Regions from separate parts of the Anas platyrhynchos genome. Here region 2 is linked to region 1. Evidence: chromatin contacts called from public Hi-C data. All regions are on one chromosome and are shown on one strand. The core of a region is the stretch at or near the end of the contact, and the rest is flanking DNA. Distances in the headings are between cores, read along the strand shown.

What was found. Hi-C and Micro-C count contacts between places; a contact is called where the count stands out from the background.
Region 2: a contact with region 1 is called in a Hi-C map of liver, with 7 times the contacts expected there. The contact joins two enhancer-like sites. A contact is called at or near these places in 2 of 8 Hi-C or Micro-C datasets (liver and subcutaneous adipose tissue).

What each region holds. Positions count from the first base shown.
Region 1 is chr5:10,599,605-10,607,058 of IASCAAS_PekinDuck_T2T, forward strand. No RefSeq gene overlaps it. Among named protein-coding and RNA genes, the nearest start is that of COA8, 20 kb to the left of the region's middle. Within about 2 kb of position 1,332, at least 1 of the 8 cell types and tissues checked has an H3K27ac peak or open chromatin away from gene starts, as enhancers often do.
Region 2 is chr5:10,774,506-10,781,723 of IASCAAS_PekinDuck_T2T, forward strand. No RefSeq gene overlaps it. Among named protein-coding and RNA genes, the nearest start is that of MARK3, 15 kb to the left of the region's middle. Within about 2 kb of position 5,681, at least 3 of the 8 cell types and tissues checked have an H3K27ac peak or open chromatin away from gene starts, as enhancers often do.

The sequences.
Region 1 (7,454 bases), core at 82-2,581:
CCAGTGATACTATGACACATTTCCAGAGACCAATGTGTCCCAGTACTTCCTGAAGATTTTTGCTGGCTGAGAAAGCTCGTCCACTCAGTAGCCATTTAATTAATCTCTGAGTGTGACACACAGAACATCCATCTATTTTCATTGCCAGTAACTCTTCATGACGCAGGATGTCACGAGCTCGAATCCCAGCAGATATACATCCACATAATGAGGGAAAAATAATTCCCTCTGCTGCACGAATTGGTGGCAGAGACTCCGGCTTTTGCTATGCAGAAGTCACGCTGGAGCACTGCCACAGTCCCTCTGGACCTAGTGGTATGTGGCTCGTGTCTTGCAGGACAAGAATCATTGAAGCAGGGTCAGGAGGGTAGGCAGTGGGTGCTGTTAGCCCCGATCCCCTGATCCTTGGGGATCTTGATGGTGGGGACCCTGGCAGCAGTGGTTTGGGAGCAGCCCAGCCTGCCCTGCCTTCGGCACGTGCCTGACCACAGGCTATGTGCTGCGGGGTGGTTGCTCCTCTTGCACCATCTCACTGACATCTGTGAGCTCAGCCATCGTCCACCAGGGGACACTGAGTGTCCTTTCACACATGTCCCAGGGCCCATTTGCAGGCCCAGGGTTGTAGCAGTGGAAGAAGACCTCACAGGGCCCTACAGCACACAGCGTTTTAGTCTTAGCTGTGAAAGCAGGCGAATTTAAGGCGAAAATTTAGCACAAAAAAGGCTCTAAGTCAGGAGTTTTCCAATCAGAAATGATCAAGACAACACAGCTGAGATGCATTATGTGAAAATAATTGTATTCATAGGACTTGTGTCCAACTGTGTATTGGATGCAATGACAAAGTGGAAGCAGCTTTGGTAAACGTAACACTGATGTGAATAACACCTTATGAGAGACATTCATATTTTGTCCACCTCAACTGGGCTTTAGGAAAGCAACAGAAATAAGATGCCATGTGGGCAGAAGAAGGGGCTGTACAGGCCCAACAAGAGCTGCAGCGTGGCGCAGCCACGTGAACTGGCAGCTGCTCTTAATGAAGAAATTTTGCTTTTGGATGATGAAAAGGGGATATTTTCTTCTGTATGGGCAGGACAAAGGCTTTGTGGGAAAGCTAGTGTGATGGATAAGGAAAGCACCTACATTTACTGGGGATTTTCAATGTGGGTGTTAGAAAGGATGTTCTATACAGTCCCCTGACTTTGTTTTGTCAGCTATGCTTGAAATATTGTGTTTGCACAGAGGTCATGGTCTCTGGGAGTTTACAGTAATGCAGCGTGACACACACTTGTGTTGGTCAGCCTCATCTGGAGGAGCTTCTAAAAGGGTGATCTTGCTGGATGTGGCTGGACGACATCTGGGTGAATCAGTGACTTGTCAGCTCTAGGTTGGTGCAACCTTCCAGTGCAGAGAGAGGCATTGCTAAATTTATTGTCTGCTGGTCAGAGTGGAAGAGTGGGATGATGTTTCCCATCCATGAAAGGACACAAGACCTTGTCTGCATCACAGAATCAGAGAAAACTTAGGTTGGAAGGGACTGCTGGAAAGCATCTGGTCCAACCCCCTGCCCAAACCAGGGATAACTTTGAAGCTAGATCGAGATGCTCAGGGCATTTTCCTATTGGGTTTTCAATATCTCCAAGGATGGAGAGTCCACCATTTCTGGGTCTCTACTCCAAAGTCTCAGCACTGTCATTGTGAAATATTATTCTAATATATCAGCTTAGATATATCTCTTCATCTGATATGCCTTGCTTGTAATAATGCTTGCTCTTCTTTCTCTCTCCCTCTCTCTCTCTCTTTTTCTTTAAAGAGCATGAAGTTCCAGAAGGATTTGTGTTTTACCCCCAAGGATCCTTAAATAAAGTGAGATTGTGCTCGATATTGGTTTCCTACAAACAATGTTATAATGAATACTTATTCTGAATTCTTACCCACTTCATGTCCTAGTAGAGCAACAAGGGACATTGTTTTAAAAACTAAACGTAGTTATTACAAAATAATAATATTATTAATAATAACAATAACAATAACAATAATAATAATAATAATAATAATAATAATAATAATAGTCAGCTTCTTTCTAGATTCCTTCTGGGGAAGATAATACCATGGTCTGGTGTACGTAAGCATTGCCTGCAGTTTCTCTTAAGAAGCAGAGATATGCAGGTTCACAAACAATTATTTCAGTCATTCATATTTTATATTTGAGCAGCTTGAACAGCCTCTGCAGCAAAGACTAGCGGAGATTATGAAAGCCTGTTTTAGCTAAAAAGCTAAACTTCAGGCTGCATCATTTCTTAGTAGGTACTAATGCCTCCAATGCAGGTGGAAAAGCAGAGCTCCTCTACATGAAAACTGGGGACCAAACAGAATGAAATCCTGTTCCTACAGAAGTCAGTAGGAACTGTGCCCCTGTCTGGGGGGGTACCTGCTCCCCTGAGCACCACAGCCTGTCCCTCAAATACTCCCACTGAAATGCTGAGCCAGCCTACTTGATCCAACTGGTGATAGCTGGTAGGAACATAACACCAGAGATATTCCTTCCTGAGCAAATGAGCATTTGCAATTTAAGCAGAAGCTTTTTCTCATAGCTTAGGAAAACAGCGATGAGATCATTGCTACTACATTTTGAAGACAGCGGGTGAGCGAAAAGCAAAGCTTCGCCATCAGGTGGCACTCTGAGCATGCTGTTCAGCTGGGGTGTCACTCAAAATGTTCCTAGGCTGGAGGAAATTCCTTCAATTCAGTAATATGACATAAACTTCATGAGCTGTGATTCATTTCAGGTTAACACCCTTTATTTATTTCTGCAAAATTAATCATCCAGCTATATTTGCTGCATTGTTTTCAAACACAGGAGTCCTAGGAATAGAAGTACAGCAACTCCTTGTTTTCATAATGTTTCTTTATCTAAACAGTTACTTGGCTTAATATTTTTGCCGAAGCAGACTAAATCCACTATTTGTTCTCTATAGTAAACTGGCATATCTTGGCATCTGTTCTGTTTGCTTCTGTCTTTGTTCTAATTCCTTACCATTGAGCTGATCTCAACATAGGAACCTGAGTTAATGGTCTCCATTTTTTTCCCCCTTATTAACCTTTTCAGCCGTTTAACTGTATTTGTGTATTTGCAGTCTCCTCTATTGTTCTGCATGAGGTTTCACTTGGGAAGAATTTCAGTTAAGACCTTTTTATTATTTATTTATTTATTTTATTTTTTTAAGGATTGTACTTCTAGACAAAACATAGAATATAAAAAGCCTTTCCTGTTAGTTCTCCCGATTTATTTATTAATTTATTTATTCATGCATTAGGGTGGCTTAGCTCTACATTACTGCTCCTGTAGAAAGAAATTGTAGTTAGGGTAATTGAAGGGTGAAATTAAAGGATTCATGGTTAGCACTGCAGAACAGCACTGCAGACTATAAAATTGCTGTTCTGTTTCTTGAAGCCAGAATTTCCTTACTGGTACGAGTGGGAGAGAGACCGTGCTTTCCAGTGCATCGGTAAGTACTGCTCAACTGCAGAAGAGAAGAGGGCTGAAGGATTTTTGCACAAAAGCCTCCCCTCCCTCCAGCGTATTTGTAAAACCTCTTTTTTAAAATCTTTTCAACCAAACGACCACTGAAACCAGTTTAAGTGCTCCAAATCCCAGCTCTCACCCCTGCATCCCCTGACCCTAATACTGAGTGTACTCCCTGCCATTCACCACTCCCCTCCCCAAAGCCCTTAACAATGTGGCGCTTGTTACGGGGAAAAGCATGAGCTCATCCTTTGTAATCATCCGACCGCATTAGCTGCCATTCCAAAGGAGGTTTTGTGGCAATTTATGAATACATTCAGACAAGCCAGTGCTGTATAAACTTTGGTCGAATCTTCAGGGAGTAAAACAGAGTGGATTAAGTCCTCATATCTGCTGTAAGAATAGGTTGTATGAATACAGGGAAGCCCTGGTTATTCAGATAATACAGTCATGTTTCAATCTAAATACAAGATCTCTTAGAGGCTCAGGGAAGCAATGCCCCAGCGTAGTCTTCAGGCACCCACACGGCCGGGTTACACAGATAATCCTCTGATCCTCTGACATTCAGGACTGGATGGAAACAAAGGTGAGAAAATGAGAAATGCAAATGAGTAATTCTGAAAGTGTGAAGGGAAGAGTGTGTTGAAGCCTAAGCCTGACAAAAATAGCAGCAAAACAACTGCATTTTAGGCAAATGAGTTATAATCACATGTAAATTGCATTTTTAATTGGGTTCACTGTAGCTTTCAATTTAGAGACCTGCTTGAACTCTCTATAGGTCCATAGTCTCCGTGGTCTCTATAGTCTCTGTGGTCTCTCTTCCACCTGTGGCACCGAAGAACAAAACCTTGCTAAAATACCTAATTTCCTAAGTCCTGAAAATCCGGCAACTGATGCCTTTTGTGCATTAACCACCCCAAAGGTCTTCAAAGATAAAGCACCAGTACTGTGCTGTAGTCACTCGCTATCAAGAACAGAATTAGATGGCTTGTATGAGTTTTCCCACTGCATACCTGGGTACAACAAAACAGTTGTATCTCCACCTCCATACCATCTTTTCATTACCTGGAACATTAAAGAACAGACCAAATTCTGAATTTTGAGCATTACATAGCCTACCTAAGTTACATAATCTAGTTAAGAAAAAAGTTCGGTGGTGAAGTTCTAGAAATCTTCACCGATTTGCTTGTGTGACCTCAGAGGAGTCATTTTTCTCCTCTATTCATCCATTTTCCCCAGCCATTACATATTACATCTTGTTGCATTCTTTTCTGAGGATTCACACCATGCTCCAGCAGGGACAAGGGAAGGAGTGCTGTAGCTTGTCCGGGATTTCCTGCACCTGACTTGCCTAGGTTGGCAGAGACAAGTAAATTGCATGCAGGCCATGATTTTCCCTCTTTGTAATTAGTCTTTTAAATTTCCCTGTAACCGAGATGAGCCTACAAAAAATGTCACGGATGCAAAGGTCTTCACACTTTTCTAATTTTAATTTCATAATGTGAGCCTGGCCTTGAATCTAAAAATTAGGAGCTCAGACTCTCCTCTTAGTGCTGTGAGGGCAGTAATCTCTTTACGTAACGTGGGGAAATGGCACCACTCTGCCAGACAGCAGAGAACTCAGTGGGGAGCGAGGCTTTCAGATCCTTATCTATTGTTTCCTATACTGGCTCATGTGAAGTCATTTTTCTATGGTTTCTCATTTTTAAATAGAATGTAATTCTGGTTTATTTATTTATTTATTTATTTCTCCCAGCCACACAGCTGTCTTTTATAATACTCACAGGTTACATTAAACCAGTGCACTAATTATCACTGCATCAAGAGAGAGCAGCATGAGAACTGCAGATAAAATGGGAAATAGAGCTACAGCAATAAGTACAGAAGATTAAACCTCACTCACGACCTTTTAAGACTTCTGGGTTAGCTCTGTGCTACACACTGTGATAAAGTGGAATTTCCTGGCTTTAACAGAGAGATACTCACATCTTTTTGTTCCAAAACATAAAACACTACTGCTTAAGTAAAAGGAAAATCATCCTCGTCATATGCCAGGCTGCTGAATGGTTTTTACTTCGCCCAATAACATGCACAAGTACATATTTGGCAGTCCTTTATGATAATTTGTATATTCTATTACTAACATGCAGTCAAGAACACCAAAATAATTTAACGTTGTAGTAGCCAGGAAAGTAAACAGCTACTTGTAGTATTACCAGCTTACAGGTGGCACAGAGCAACAGAAGGATAGAGGGATTTATGTGACTTGCCAGACATCAGGAAATGAAGCTTTGCCAGAGCCAAGAGATATCCTCTCTGTCTCATGTTTTAATCCCTAGTCTTTTTTCTTTCCATTAAGATAAAATATGTTACCCTAATCCACAATATCTATTTTATTTTATTTTTTTCAGGTAAGCCCTAAATCACTGGTATTCTCCAAAGGTTCTACTTAAAAAAGCAGTGTGTGATCAGCTAATGCCCATGAATATTTTAGCTAGTGTCATTATTTTTTCAGGGTGGTAAATGTTACAGGGAAGAGCTGAGAGCCAGCACCACTCTGCGTTTTGCTCCACTCAGGAATAGGACCATGGAGTCACGGTATTCAGGACAGGCTGCTCGTTAGCCCTCACTGTTTACTAAGCATCTCTTCGTGTACGAAGACTGATCCTCACAGTGTGTGTTTTTAAGCAGCTCACAACGCCTGCCTTGTGCAGAGAAATTCGCCATTCAGCTTTGCTGCTGCTGCTGCCCCCGGGTCGCCACACGAAGCCCTCCTGCACCCCCTCCATGTCACCAGCCACCGCTAGGTGATCTTCAAACACCTTCATTTGCCACCCCGTGTCTGAAAGGGAGACGTAAGCAGCCGACAAAATTTTCCACAGAGATGCTATTCATGAAAATATTCCGTGCGGCTCGGCGGAGCGCGAGCTGCAGTTTTGAGTTTCCTGGGAAGAAAGCCTATTAAGCAGCCTTTCTGGGGGGATTGCCATAGCAACCCTCACACAATGCCAGCGGCCCAGATTTGCTTCAGCCCCTTGTTTCTGAACTGACAGCAGTGATTTTAATGCTCCTTGAACCAAATCTTAGCATGCGGAGACCGCTTTAGAAAAATGCTTTTAATCAGGGCCAGTTGGTCTCTCTCCTTTATTCCCGAGAGGCGAGCAGGGATGCCTTTCAGCTCCGCATCCCCCTCTGCCCCCTCCAAGTCGCAGCTGGATAACGGCCACAAAGCAGTCCCAGGTCCTGTAATTTCAATATCATTCAGTGTTAGAAGACACCCTGGAAATGACACTCCGGTTTGCTTGCACGGGAGATTTTTTTACAGAGTTTTGCCACTTCAGGCTGGGAGGTTGGGAGCACGGCATGGAAATAGAAATGGAGCTGTCGCAGAAGCCCCCAGTGAAGTGAGAGCAGGACTGGGACTCGGGACAGCAGCACTCTGTAAAATGGAGCAGGCTCCTCTGTTCATTTTAAGCATCCCAAGGAGGCCAATATCTGAACGTTGCCAGCTCAGTAAGCTGTAGCAGGGTCCCCTGGTGACACTTGGTAGGGCATAATGCCACAGTCAGGGCTGCCTTGTGGTGCAAGCTGGTGACATGGGAGATGGGGGAGCGGAGCCAGCAGCTGAGGATGCAGCTCGGAGCCAGTCCCCTGCCTGGGTAAAGCCACTCGCCATCTGACCGCAGGCACTCCGCACCCCGGGTGCCCAGGGCTGCCAGCGAGCCAGCATATGGGCTGGCAGTTAGACACAGCTCATGACAGAAAAGGAATGAAAATCAACAGTGTCTGACAGCAGTGACCCAACAAGCAAGCAGTCCCAGTCCAGGGCTGGTATTAAGGTGCAGGGCTACCACAGCCCCCAGACATCCCTTTTTTCGTCTGTCCCCGTCCTCTGCCCTTGCCTCCTGCCTGCCCAAGGAGCTTCACATCT
Region 2 (7,218 bases), core at 4,431-6,930, 180 kb after region 1:
AGGTGGGCGCCGTCCATTTGGAGCGTGGCAGGGAGCCTGGGTGGGGAGCCTTGGGGAAATAACGAAATGAGGAACGTGCAGAGGCAGCCTTCCGCCCGCGTTTCCTAACTCCGGAGCGGCTGACTCGGTAACCTCAGCCTCCTCAAGGCTGTTTGCACATCTGTGGGGGCACTCCTGGGCTGCAGGGGAGCAGACTGAGCGTGGTGATGGGGCCGGAGCCCAACGCAAGATTCTTGGGTTGCAGACCAATGCAGGATTCGGGACCAGCAGGCTTCAGCTGACGGCAGGGAAGTGCAAATGGGAAGAGCTTGTTTGGCTGTTGCAGGAGACACTTCCAAACGGGGACAAGGTGCCCTCCTTCTGTCCTATGTCCTCTGAGGCCCACCTCTTCCTCCCACCCACCTCCTTACCCCCAATTCCTCCTCCTCGTCCCTCCCACCCACATCCCAGACCTTCCTCCTCTGTCCTTGGACACCCGCTTCTCTTTCTCTCTTCATCCCACAGCTCTCCCCAAAGGCCAGGGCGTGCTCGCTCAGCTTCATTCCTTGTGACCGTGCTGCTGTGGCTGCAAGAACACCTCGTGTGGGTCGTTCTGCCTCGTTGGTCCCAGCAAACAGTTGGCTGCCTCCTCCTGAGCTTCTCCTGACGTCCCCTGTGCTGGCTCCACGGCCAGATGCTCCTGGCTACCTGCAGGTGGGTGCTGGCACCTGCGCCTCTTGCTGCACGGCCCTGCAATTCGCTTCTTTCCTAAGGAAGCTGAGTGGTTTTGTGGGCTTGTAAGTGTTTCATAACTTAATAACAGGTCGTATTAATTCATCTTTTTTTTTTTTTTTTTTTTTTTTTTTTTTTTTTTTTTTTTTGTGCTCTGCCTTTACTCTTTCAAAAGATGGAAGTACGCTTTTAAAAATAAAACTTTGCATATGCCGCATGTGGGAAGTGGTGATTTCTAGCTACGGACTGAGGGGGCAAAACTGTATAATTTAAAACTGCATCATAAATAATGAGTCTGATGCCTGTGTTACTGTGATTTTACACTAGTCTAAATGCGGAGTCCTGGAGCTGAGAGTCAGCCCCAATATGTTGTCACTCCGCTGCAGAGCAGCTAAACGCCGGGAGACGGATCCTTGGCGGGCACAAATGAGAAGAGTTTTATTAACTTCGTTTTTCATTACAGCTAATGAGCCAGGCTGTGGATCCTCCGGATGACTCAAACCGAGCACTTTTGCACCAGGAGGCAGGCTGGGGTAGGTGTGGAGCCCTGGACAGGAGTCAAGGACTGGCAAGACACCAGGAAAATACCTGCTCATCCTCGCTGCCTTCGGTGTAGCTATGATGACTTGTCCCAGCTGATGATCCGGCCCCGAAGCCACAAGGCAGCACCTGAGGCTGAATCTTGCTGCTCAGTGCCTCTGGTTTCTTTGCGAGATGCTAGCACAATGCAGGACAGGCCCAAGCCCCCAAGGGAGCAGACATTCCCCATAGACTCACCGATGCCCAGTCTCTGCCCAGATCTGCCTCTCCCCTGGGGGACCGCGACATCCACGCTCCATTTGTGGCGTGCACGTTGAAGTAAGGGCAGGGTGAAAAACCAAACCAAGCCACAGCCACGCACAGAACTGGAACAGAGCCGCCCAGACGTGGCCTGTGTCCATCCAGCTGCTTCACCCCATGAAGCAGAGAGGGTTCCCGCGGCTGCCCGCTGCCCCGGGGAGCTTGCACAAGGGCTGTGGGGAGCGGCGTGCTGCGACACGGCGCGTGAGTCAGCAAGGTGCCAGTCTTACACAAACCTGCACGCATTTCTGGAGCACGCTGCAGCTGAAAGGGCTGCCGGGAGTCCTGACAGGGGCGACAGTAGGAACAGAAAGGAGGAAGCAAATGCTGCTTTTCCTTCCCCCTCCTTAAGCCTGATTCCTCAGCCAAGACCTCCTCCAGGCGCAGAAGGCCCTGTGTTTCCGAGCTGCCAAGCAAAGGGCCAAACTGCTAATTCCTTTAACTTTGAGCTGAACGCATCTCTAAAATAATCCTCCTGCACCAGGCTCTCTGTCTTACGGTGCATTTGGCAGGGGGATTTTCACCACCTAACTTGTGAAAGGCAAAATGTCAACATGGGGGCACCACAGCGCTCCCTCTGCTCTTGCTGGGCATGGGCGATGCGGAGGGTTTTGGGATGGAGCTTGGAGGTTGTAACCCCCAGGGCAGCTTCCCAGCAGGGCCTTTTCCAACCTTGTGCATCCTGGGCAGCACCCCAGGGCCAGCGAGGAGATGAGAGAAGCCTCTCCTCACAGCCCAGGTGCTGCTGCAGCACAGCTCGCCTCGCCGCGGGGCTGGAGCCAGTGTGTCCCTTCCCCTCAGAGCAGCAAATCTTAATTTGGTACACGAGTGTCAACAGGTGTCGTGGAGGGAAGAGGGACGAGGGGATATCGGTGCAGCTGGAGGAAGTATTTATAGCTGCCTTTTATAAAAACCATATAGATCACATCGCTGTTAATGTATGTAACACAATCGGGAACCTGAGCTTTTCGTGATCCCCTGGCTGCAGGATTTCCTGTGGAATCCTCTACCGGCCGCAAAAACAAGCTAAAAATACCCGCATTAAAAACGATACACGCACTGAAACATGCACGTGCCTTCGCCTCCTCGCTGGCTGGTGACTAAGGTGGTGGCAATGGGAGGAGGGAAGAGTACAGCCCCTGGAAAACTCAGTAACGCCTGCTCCTGTGGGTCAAAGTCTCCCAGGTGTACATGGGTTGGAGCATTCACTGTAGAGAGGGTTTAGGAGCCCCACACATAAAAGCTAAGCTGAACCTGGGGTGCTGGCGGTGTCACCCACTCTCTGCAGGGACCAGGTCACTTCTGCCCCACTTCTAATGCTGCAGAGGGACCAGCTGCCCACATTTTAGGGGGGGGTGGCTGCCACAGCACGGGCACCAGGGATCGCGAAATGGGCTTTCTGCAGCTCTTCGTGAAAAATCCCTTCCTAGCAGGGCATCTCATGCAGAACAAGCTCCAGCTGTAAGGGCTGAGCCCTGGCTTTAATTTGTGGAATGATTTTCAAGCAGTACCAAGAGCAGGGGGGCAATCAGTGGAGAGAAATAGCTTCACCCTTCCTGTGCTGGTGGGGAAGGAGGCCCACGGGAACAAAGTCTTCCTCTGCTGTGTTTGGAGATCAGACCCAGCCTGCTTGGATATCTCTGAATGATGGCTAGAGAAGAGTAGGACCAGCATCACCCCTCGTTTTATATGCTTTAGCCTCTCTGGCTGTGATATGTGCCCTGCCACATCCCGTTCACAGCACGACTGCAAAGCCTCCTTGCCTGGCTTGTTGCTCGGATGGGTGGGTTCAGCAGGGTGGGTTCGGCATCTCACTTGTCCTAGGTCTGGAGTGCAACATTGCCCATGCTCATCCCCCACTGAGGGCAATTACTGCTTTCACAAGAACAAAAATGAGAAGGATCAGCCACAAAACACCCCTCCCTTGGGTTGATATACTCCAAATAGCATCAGGGGCACTCAGAAATGCACAATGCTGTTAATACAGATGGGAGGAAAACAAAAGAATGTTTTTCAGAGCTGGGTTTGGAGGGTTTTGAATCAGAAAGTCTCAGAGTCCTCTTGTGGCATTACAGCTGATGGGGGGCAGCCACATCAAATACTCCTTTTCCCCCCAGGTGGATGGACTAGACATAATCTGGTCCTTGTAGGATAGCAAGGCTGGGGTTATTTTTCTTTAGAGTTAACCACGAAGGTCTCCAGCCCTCTTTCCGTCCTCCATTAAATCCATTTTCCAATGAAATTGGAAACCTTGATTAACAACCTGCTAGGGGAGAGAAATCACTGGAGTCTTTCTGCTCGCCCAAGAGACGCTCCCTGCTCTGGGATAAATGTACATTTCATTTTTGTTCATATGCTGCATTTTTGTTCTGCAGAAGAGAAAAAGGGCTGAGCTGTCTTCTAGGACGACTACAGATTCACAGGGGAGAAGAAAAAAAAAGCAATTTCTTTGGAAGTCATTTTCTCTTAAGAAGTTCTGTCTGCATTTTTTATTAATAATACAACACCCTGGATGTGTCAAAAAATATGAAAATACATTTCCTGGTGGGGAGCTCCAGTCTCACAGACCCTGGCAGTACAGCTGGGTTGTCATTTGCTTCTTGGAATTTCATTTCCTAATCAACACGTCTGTGAAATCACTGCGTTTTCAAAGTCTGGCTTCCACAGCTGCTGTGATCAAAGCCTGGGGAGGTGGGGGCAGAGTGGGCAGGGGGAAACACGCCATCTTCAGCAGCAGCCTCCCCCAGAGGGAGAGGGAGGAGAAAGCCCATGCAGCAGAGAGAACTGAGACAAAGGGGGTGTTGATGTCCCCACGTGGGTTTAGTGTTTCAGAGAGAAACAAGAAAATAGGGATCTAGAGACCCAGCTCTCGACTTTGGTGTCCAACTGGTCTCTGCTTTAGCATTTTTGTGTGTTTGTTTGTTTTCCCTTCAAATTTAAGCATTGAGTTTCTTGGGCAGCAAGAGGCAAAGGAGCAGGGGTGTGGTAAAGCTGCTGAGATGGTGGCCCCGAGGAGCACAGCGTCCAGGGAGCAGCCACCTCTGCCAGTGAGCAAGGCTGGGAAACTGGGGGCGAAACAGCCTCTTCCCACACAGCGGGTCCCACAGGTATCCAGTGATACTCAGATACATTAAAATTCCCTGAATCAGATTCAGACGATCAGGTTTTGCTTCTCTGACACCTGCAGAGCCATAAATTCAGTGGGCTGACAGTCACCCAAAAGCCCTCCCAGGAAATGCAGGCTATGCATGTTTTCGAAGAAGATAGAGAGATATGAGAAAAAGAAGAAAGAAAAAAAAATATTTAAATAAAACAAAACAAAACCCAAACCACCCTGCCATCCTCATTTATCATGAAGAAGGATTATTCGCTGGTTTCTCAGAGCCCCACAAAGACACCGCCAGCTGCCTCCTGAAGGTTGTCCCTCTTCCCCGGCCAACCGTGTCCCTGCTGGCCGGGTGTGGGGGCTCTAGCAGCAGGGCACCAGCCTCGCCCTGTGCCTTGCATGGCACCGCGGTGCAGCTGGGGGCTCCTCACACGCTCACAAGGCAGGAGCGAGCCCCTTGTCTGTGTCTCCTGGGGCTGCTGGTCACTGAGTCACAGGATGTCCTGAGTTGGAAGGGATCCACAAGGGCCATTGAGTTCAACTTCTGACTCCACACAGCACTGCCCAAAAAACAGCCCACGTGTCTGAGAGCGGTGTCCAAACACTGTTTGAGCTCTGTCAGGCTCAGTGCTGTGACCACCACCCTGGGGAGCCTGTCCCAGTGCCCGACCACCCTCTGGGTGCAGAACCTGTCCCTAACCCCCAGCCTGTCCCTCGCCTGCCCCAGCTCCTGTCCCAGCTCCATGCCGTCCCCTCGGGTCCTGTTGCTGTCCCCAGGGAGCAGAGCTCAGCGCCTGCCCCTCCGCTCCCCTCGTGAGGGAGCTGCAGGCCGCCATGAGGCCTCCCCTCAGCCTGCTCTGCTCGGGGCTGAACAACCAAGGGGCCTCAGCTGCTCCTCGTACATCCTCCCCTCTAGGCCCTTCACCATCTCTCTAGCCCACCTTTAAGCACTCTTTAATAGTTTTGTCCTGCTATTGTAGTGCCCAAAACTGCACCCAGCAAGGCCACACCAGCACAGTGCAGAACAATCCCTCCCCTTGCCCAGCTAGCAACGGTGACTGATTCCTGCTTATCTGAGCCCATTTTGGGGACAGGCTGAGGATGCTTCTCTGTTCTCACCCATACCAACGAGGTGCCCGAATGTTTCATTGGGGCTCCCTTGCCTCCACCGGAGAGCTGTGTGGGGAAGCATCCAAGCAAGTGCCGCTGGTGCAGCTGCTCCTTCCCTCTCTGTGCCACCTGGAAAAAGATTTGGGAGCTGGGGCACCCACAGCACAGCAGCCACTCAGCCCTGTGGGGACGTGACGATGTCCTGCCAAGAACAAGCCAGCTGTGCACAGCCTGAAAGTGTCCTCCCACAGAAAGGGCAGCATTTTACCCTCAGAGCACGTGAACTGATATTACACGGAGCAGGGTTTTAAGATCATCCAGGTTGCCTGAAGGACACAGGCTGGAGCTCAGCGAGCAGTTCTTCCCAGGCAGAGCACTCAGCGCTTTATACCTTCCAGAGGAAAACACCTCCTGATGTACAGTCTGCGTGTGCTGCAGAGGCAGCTGAATCCCTTGAGCGGTTTCATGACACATCTGACAGGACAGGCTGATTTCCACCACCCCTCTCTCCAACCACCGCCTGCCAGAACAAGCAGCTCCCCACTCCCTGCAGCTTTCCCCCTGTGAGGCGTTTTGGGGTGGTGGTGACACAGCACCCGTGCCACCTTCCTGTCCCTGGGCTCCCCAAACCCCTCGGGGACATGCTGCAGGTGTGACCCTGCTTCCCCATGCAGGCTGCCAGCGGGTGCCAGGAGCCCCTTCCCCATCTAGCAGAGAATTTGCAATTATTGCTCAGATGGTTAAAAAAGGGTATGAAAGGGAAACGAGCATGGTGGGGGCTGGGAGGGAGGCAACCGATCCCGGTAGCTCTGGAGCCAGAAAATATTCAGGGGTGAGAAAATTGTGAAGGAATGGAGGAATGATTTTTTATTTTTTTAATTTTTAATGTATTTTGCTTTTCTCTCGCCGTTGCCGCTGGTTACCGGGGGGGCTTGGGGCGGCGGCTCCGGGGCACGGGCACCCCCTGGCGGCCGCGGGGCTTCCTTGTGCCGCTGCTGGGGTTCGGGGACACGGGTGGCCGTGGGGTCAGACGGGTGGCAGTGGGGTCAGACCCTTTTCTGGTTCCCTTTCCACCGCCCACCATGGTCTGCTTCCCACAGCACGTCAGAGGAGATGAGGCAGTGCTGGCTCACGTGTGTTTGTGGGTTTGAGTGGATGGCTGAGATCCCACACTGGGTTCTGTGTTCCAGCCTGGGGGACATTAATGGGAAGTGGGTCTCTGATATGGTCAGCATTTAGGGAGGGAAAGCAGGTCATGGAAACCTCCCAGGACTAAAGGTTTCTCTGACAGCCAGGTACCTCCCCAAGGCATGGACCTCCATAACATGACATCTCGTCTAGCTACAGGCATCCCACTGACAGACACCAAAATCCCTGCCACTGCCCAGCTCTGGACCAAGACAGAGACTTTTTCTCAACAGCAAAGCAAGTCCTGTGGGGTGGGAAACAGC